2 separate regions of the Mus musculus genome follow, and region 2 is linked to region 1. The links are chromatin contacts, called in public Hi-C maps. All regions are on one chromosome and are shown on one strand. Each heading gives the region's core, a stretch centred on a gene start, on an enhancer-like site or on the middle of the called end of the contact. The rest is flanking DNA. Distances are from core to core; before and after follow the strand shown.

Region 1 (3,283 bases), core at 212-2,711:
AAAAGCTCTTCAACAAACCAAGGCTTGCTTCTGGGATAGAGCAATCTGTACACAAGCCACTGAGGGCTGCTCCTCGTCAGAACTTAGAAAGGCAGCACCTAGGGAGTAGCCTCCTACCAAGCACGTCTGGACATCTCGGGTAGTGTAAGAAAATGCAATATCCCATGGAAAGGCAACACCATCGCACTTGGCAATGCTAACATTCCCCTTAAGCAAGCTCCCGTTAGACATCTGAGTGGGACGGTATCACAATGACAGCACTTTTGCCTGCTTTCATTTTTTGCATCAGGAAAAAATGGCAGCTTGAGAGCCAGCAGCCACTCGAGCGATGGTGCCTGAGAGGCCTCCAGCTGTTGAGAAAATGGAGGAAATCGCATTCAGGTAACAGGTTTCTTCCAATGGCTGCAGCTGCAGTTTGGTTTCCAGTATCTGCAGCACAAATGTGGATTTCTTGGACACACTCACCTGCCAGTCTCCTCCTGCTATTTAAGTTTGGTGAAGTTGTGAACATCTACCAAACAGTCTCCTGGATTGCTCTAGCTCACTGGTGGCATATCGGACTGCGGACAGTGTCCGATCTCATGGGAAACAAACCTCCATTCACAGTGACCTCACCACTGCCCGGCCCGTTACCTGGCCCCATCACGTCACGGGGTCACGGGTGGCAGAGGAGCCCTGCAGCCTGGGTTTTAGCACAGGGGTGTTATGCCTCGCTCCTCCTCAGGCAGCTCAGTTGCTCCCTGTGTCTCACTTAACTCACTAGCAGGCTCTTCATCAATCACCACACCAAGGTCTTCGCTACCCCACTCGCTCTGCTCCTCGCTGGGCTCTGCGATCTGCTCCAGGCTGTTCTCCACTAGTGTGGGGGAGCTGCCCATCCTGCTTTCCTCTTCAGCCGTCCCAGTTAACGGTAGAGAAGGAGGCAGTGGAGGAGAGTTAGACGGCCTGGCAGTTTCAGAGGAAGAGGCAGGGGTTTTGGTCACACTGGCGTCTGTTATGACCTCGTTTTGAGGCACAGGTAACTTTTCCACAAGCTTCCACTGAATGATGCTCATATCCTTCCCACCAGTTGAAATTAGGTGACTGTCATTATGAGTAAAACTGACGTTGGTCACATGGCTGCTGTGGGCACTGTACTTGTGACTGGGAGCCTAGAAAATAAATCAGATGGGAAAATTAAACTCATTTTTACATGCCTGCTCACAGCAATAGAGATGACCAGGGAGATTAAGTCAGATTATGAAAACAGGTTCATTTATATCTGTGCTAGGAGACATCAGAGCTGAGGAACGGACCTGGGAAGAGCTTCCTTTTTTATTTCTTTAAAAGGAATGAGAGTCTGGAAGTGCACTCCTGTAATGGTACCTGTGAGTCAAAGGCAGGAGGAGTGCTATGAACTCAAGGCTAAAAGATCCTGACTCAGAAAGAAACAACAGGACACTAAGAATCGCCCATCCTCTAGCATGACAAAGGGGAAACGGGGCAAGGGTGTGTTGTGCAGCACATCACCAAGAGAGCTGACCTTGGCTTTGGAGCAGGGGTACTGAAAGAGATGAACTTTGCAGAAATCATCGGCCACTGCGATCACTCTTCTGTTGTGGGATCGAACCAGTGCGTTGATGTCTGTTCCATCGGACCCTTCCGGCCACACCCCTAGAGAAACACGAAAACGTAACTGACGCTTCACACACCCAAACACCTCAAGCCAAGCCACACAGAGCCAGTCCTAGTCAGCAAGAAGCAACAGGCGGTGCCAAGAAACTAGCCTCACTGTGACCTGCTTCTACAACAAGCTGCTTAGGAGACGCCATCAGTTCCTTGTAGAGAGGAAAGCAGAGGCGCTCTGTCAGCAAAGGGTTAGGACTAAGTGCTCCCTTCCTGGTAGGTGAGCGCCTTCAAAAAATGTTCTCATGGAAGGGCCTAGGCAGACATTGTTTAGTGTGCTATATCCTACAGAATTGTGTTAGAAGAGAAGGCATACCAATATACTTAGCAAGTTACTCTGAGGTGGGGTCATCTTGGTCTAGGTGAACAAGCTTCTTTTAGTCCAGACAGAAACTGTAGAAATTAGAGCTGAGGTATTGACTTCCTATGGCTGAATCCTACTCAGTCATTTTTTGGGCTCATTCTATTTTTTTTTTTTTTTTTTTTTTTTTTGTGTGTGTGTATATGAGTGTTTGCTTACAATATGGATAAGCGCAACACATGTGTGCCTGGTGATCACAGATGTCACAAGAGGGTATCTGATCCCTGGAACAGAGTAACCATTCTAAGCCACAATGCTTTTAACTCAGGAGTCCACCTTTCTAGTCCTGAGAACAAATTCATTTTTGGGGGTGGGGGGGAGGTGTATTTGTGTATTATACACTTGTGAGTGTGCAGGGGCAGGTACATGCAAAGCCACAGGAAGATACTGGGAGTCTTACTCCATTCCTCTCTGCCTTGTTCCATTAAGACAGGGTCAGTCAGTGTGCTGGGGAGATAGTTGTTAAGCCCTGATTGCTCCTCCACAGGAATGGGTTTGGGACCTATACTTGCATGGTGGCTCACAATCATCTTTAACTCCAGCTTCAGAGGAGTCAATCAATGTCTTCTGGCCCCCACAGACATGCAGATGACACATTTACATACATGCAAGCAAAATATTCTTTATACATAAATCTTAAAAGGGGGAAAGAGGGTAGAGCCACGGTTTATGCTAGAACAGCTTCCCAGCAAGCCCCTGGGATGTGCCTGCCTTGGCCACACAAGGCTGCAGTTATAGGCATGTTCAGGACCACATCAACTTTCTGTGTGTGCACTGGAAACTCAAACTCAGGTTTTCATGCTTGCATATAAAGTGTTTGTACCCACAAAACATCTCCTTAGCTTCAGGGTCTCTGCTGTGGAAATTAGAGCTGAGGTCTAATAACACTGTCAGTAACATTCAGGAACCTGTCTCTACCTCTCTGTTGATGGGATTACAGTTCAGGCTACTATCTATATCTGATTTTTTACATGTTAGCTAGAAGTCTGAACTTGGGTCTTCATGCTTACATTGCAAGCACTTTGCCAAATAAGCTATCTCCTCAGCCCTATAATCCCCAACTTTTATCTTTAAATAATAATCAGCTAAAAATCACCTTAATATTTTAAAAAAAATGGCACTAGGACAACTGAATGCCAAGAAGAAGAAGAAGGAGAAGGAAGGAGAAGGAAGGAGGAGGGAGGAGGAGGGAGGAGGAAGGAGGAGGAAGGAGGAGGAAGGTGGAAGAAGAAGAGGAGGAGGAGGAAGAGGAGGAGG
Region 2 (3,522 bases), core at 919-3,418, 250 kb before region 1:
CAGAGTAGTCAGGACTACAATTTCCAGTACCCAAATTTAGACCCAAATCCACAAAGTTGTCCTGACCACCACGTAAGCAACATGGTACACACATACAAATAAATAGATATTAAAATTTTAAAATAGGGTCGGGGGTACTGAAGTGGGGGAGTAAGAAGGGTGATACAGAAGGAGAGAGGAGGGGACATAAACACTAAGGACATTTGAAAGATATTCTTTTGTAAGCTTACTTAATAATACCTACATCATGTGTATGTGTCCCTATCCGTGTGTGTGTGTGTGTGTGTGTGTGTGTGTCCATGTATTTATGTTGCATATACATCTATACTTTTATTGTTACAGGGTGATAATATTCTCCCAGGAGCCATAGACTAATAAAAATCCCAGTGACAGACATGGGACACCTCACGGAAGTAGTTAGTCAAGGAATCTAAGAGAACAATACAATACACACAGATAATTGCTATTGCCCTTGGTTGCTTCCCAGATCTTGGAAGTAATACCCTACGCTGAAAACACCACACACTTTGGTGATAGGACTTGGGAGAAATCAAGTTGGCGTGACCTTTAAAGACCTTCTTCCGTGGGGGCTGGCTCTCATAATATTATTAGATGCCATACAAACTGCTAAGGAGAAAAGCAAGAAATAGCCCTACTCAGCTGTAAAGACTTCCTCCACCCACAACAATGACTGACCATACCAGACGGCCCCAACAGCAGCCAACAACTATGTCATTGAACTTAAGGCCTGCTCAGAATGAGAGAACCTATGCCTGCTACTGTAAACCTAGCCAAGAAGCTGCAGCTGGAGAGGTCAGACCCTAGAGGAGAGCCTACTACAGCCATTTCTCTAAAACACTACAGCTTCGGACTGACTACATTACAAATACTTCTCTTCACCCCATCAAGCGCCTCTCATCCCTCACTGGAGTTTCACTGTGCAGCCCACCGAAGGTATCACATACATCCACAACTGGCCAAACCCAGAGGAAAATATGACTCGGTACCAGTAGCAACTGGGACATCAACAGAGCCATCCCCACACCCACAGCTCAGGGGACACTGCAGAGGAGGGAGAAAGAACCCTGTGAGTGCTAGATACCAGGACAACTGCTGCCAGACAGGTCTTCCTGGCGTGACAGGATGCTGGACCACATCCTCCCAATGATATGGCTGCCTGCACAAGACCACTCTGGGCAACACCGCAATGTGGATGGGAAATTTTTGTTGCTTTTGCTTTTCTGAGACATTGCCTCTACGTACCCCTCATTGTCCTGCAACTCGCTACGTAGACCAGGCTGGCCTCCAACTCATGGAGATCCTCCTGTCGTTGGCTCTAAATGCTAGACTCAAAGGAGTGTGCCACTGTGCCTAGCAGATGGGATAAATTTTATCAGAGCCTCATCCCCAGATGAAGAGCTATAGTGGCCGCTAAGGGAGAATCCGGTCCCAAGGAAAACCTCCTGATAGGTTTCCCAATCCTGAACAGTCAGCCCTAAACACATGTATACGTGGGCAACACAAGCTGAACTCTGTAGGGTGGGTGTGTGTTTGTGTGTGTGAGTGTGTGTGTGTAACAATGATAGTTAAAGAAAAGGAGGTCGTGAAGTTGAGAAGGGTAGAGAAGTGGGAGGGGGCGTGGAAATGACATAAGTAGTGTATTCATGTATGAAATTTTCACAAAACATTACAATTTATATAAATAATTATAATTAAGAAACACTTCATGCTTTCACAAAAAGCTCTTCACAGTTGCCAGTCACCATTCAGATAAACTAAAATACAGTGGTGATAAATCTAAGTGCAAACCATGCCGAGTTTCCCTGGAAGCCACGCTCTCCTTCCTACCTGACCTCAGGCAAAGCATAAGGCATACCTGCCTGTGGCTCTCACCCTGGATTCCAGGCAAGAGCTCCGAACACAATCAGGAGTTGCGAGTGCTAGACACGCCGATGCAGGCAGGAGCTCCTAAGGTAAGATGGAGGATGCTAGCAGAGAATCCCCATGGAGAACCCTAGCCTTGGGTGAGGGTGGCCTGGGTCCTATCTGCACTAAGGCTTGGCCTGACAAGGTCTCATTTTTTTCCCTGCCACACCTGGGAGAGCAAACCAGAAAGCACATCTACACAGCCTCCAGTTCCTCCTATGCAAATGGAGGGCGTCTAGTTACATCAGCCTTCATTCAACCCAGCTGCAGTCGGAAATCCTGCAGAGCAAGGTGGTGCACACCTAGGATCCCAGCACTCGGGAGGGAAAAGCAGATGGGGCTCTATGAGTTCCGGTCTCTATGAGTTCCGGTCTCTATGAGTTCCGGTCTCTATGAGTTCCGGTCTCTATGAGTTCCGGTCTCTATGAGTTCCGGTCTCTATGAGTTCCGGTCTCTATGAGTTCCGGTCTCTATGAGTTCCGGTCTCTAGAATCAGCTCCTGACAATCAAGACTACATAGAAAGAAACTGTTTCAAAAAAAAAAAAAAAGTCCCCGTATGAATGATTGTAATATAACATGTACACCTGTGAGACTCCACCGAGCTGCACACTTTACCCATCCGCTGTGTTTCGTACATTAAACATGTAAAATACAACTGCTGCTGTTTCTAGCCAAATGAAGTAGCAGAGACAAGATCTACCTGACCATTAGAAAGAAAAACACTTGATTAGTGAAGACAAAAGACATAGAGCACCAATTCTTAAATGCTAGGCTACTGCACATGCGGCGGGCAAGATGGAAGGAGGTCCCTGTGACAGGAAACCTGACTTCTTAGAGAAGGGGGATGGGGATGGAGAGGTGGCTCAATGGTTAAGGGCACTGGCTGCTCTTCTAGAGGCCCTGGGTTCCACTCCCAGCACCCACAGACAATCCATGACCATCTGTAACTCCAGACCCAGGCGATCCTACACCCTCTTTTGCTCTCCATGGGCATGTATACATGTTGTTAAAACACATGCAGACAAAACACCCATAAAAATAAATAAAATAGCCGGGCGTGGAGGCGCACACCTTTAATCCCAGCACTTGAGAGGCAGAGGCAGGTGGATTTTTGAGTCCGAGACCTGCCTGATCTACAGAGTGAGTTCCAGGACAGCCAAGACTACACAGAGAAACCCTGTCTCGAAAAACCAAAAAAAAAAAAAAATTAATTAATTAATTAATTAATAAAATAAAAATAAATTAATTAAATTAAATAAAAATTTTGAAAGAACAGAGAGGGAAAGAGAAGTAAGACCTGGTAGGCAGAGTACCCAAAAAGGGAAAAACAGAGATCAAAAGACAGAGCTCCAGGTAGGAAGGCCCTGGAGACCCTCAGAAGGTCCTCTCTGCACACGTGGTATGCAGAAAATGCCAGAAACCTCTGGGCCGTGGTAGCGCCCACCTTTGATTCCAGCACTTAGAAGGCAGAGGCAGGCAGATCTCCAAGTCTGAGGCCAGCCTGGTCTACAGAGTTTCAGGACAGCCAGGGCTACACAGGAAAAAAAAAAGAAAAGAAAGGAAGGGAGGGAACTAGGGAGGGGGAGGGAGAGGAA

What was found. A called contact is a pair of places that touch in the nucleus more often than the background predicts.
Region 2: a Hi-C map of embryonic stem cells shows a contact between it and region 1, with 3 times the contacts expected there. The contact joins two enhancer-like sites. A contact is called at or near these places in 9 of 484 Hi-C or Micro-C datasets (B cells, the G1E-ER4 cell line, LSK cells and 6 more) and 1 of 115 datasets of contacts at active chromatin or transcription factors (embryonic stem cells).

Annotation. Positions count from the first base shown.
Region 1 is chr17:83,475,574-83,478,856 of GRCm38.p6, reverse strand. Eml4 (echinoderm microtubule associated protein like 4) reads right to left here. Exons shown (of 23, transcript NM_001379374.1): 22 at 1,523-1,653; 23 at 1-1,151. The coding sequence ends at 690. Among named protein-coding and RNA genes, the nearest start is that of Gm46594, 4.2 kb to the right of the region's middle. Within about 2 kb of position 1,461, at least 6 of the 459 cell types and tissues checked have an H3K27ac peak or open chromatin away from gene starts, as enhancers often do. A contact at or near this core is called in embryonic stem cells, where this site is marked.
Region 2 is chr17:83,727,882-83,731,403 of GRCm38.p6, reverse strand. All of the region lies in intron 3 of Mta3 (metastasis associated 3), which reads right to left. Among named protein-coding and RNA genes, the nearest start is that of Mta3, 23 kb to the right of the region's middle. Within about 2 kb of position 2,168, at least 63 of the 459 cell types and tissues checked have an H3K27ac peak or open chromatin away from gene starts, as enhancers often do. A contact at or near this core is called in embryonic stem cells, where this site is marked.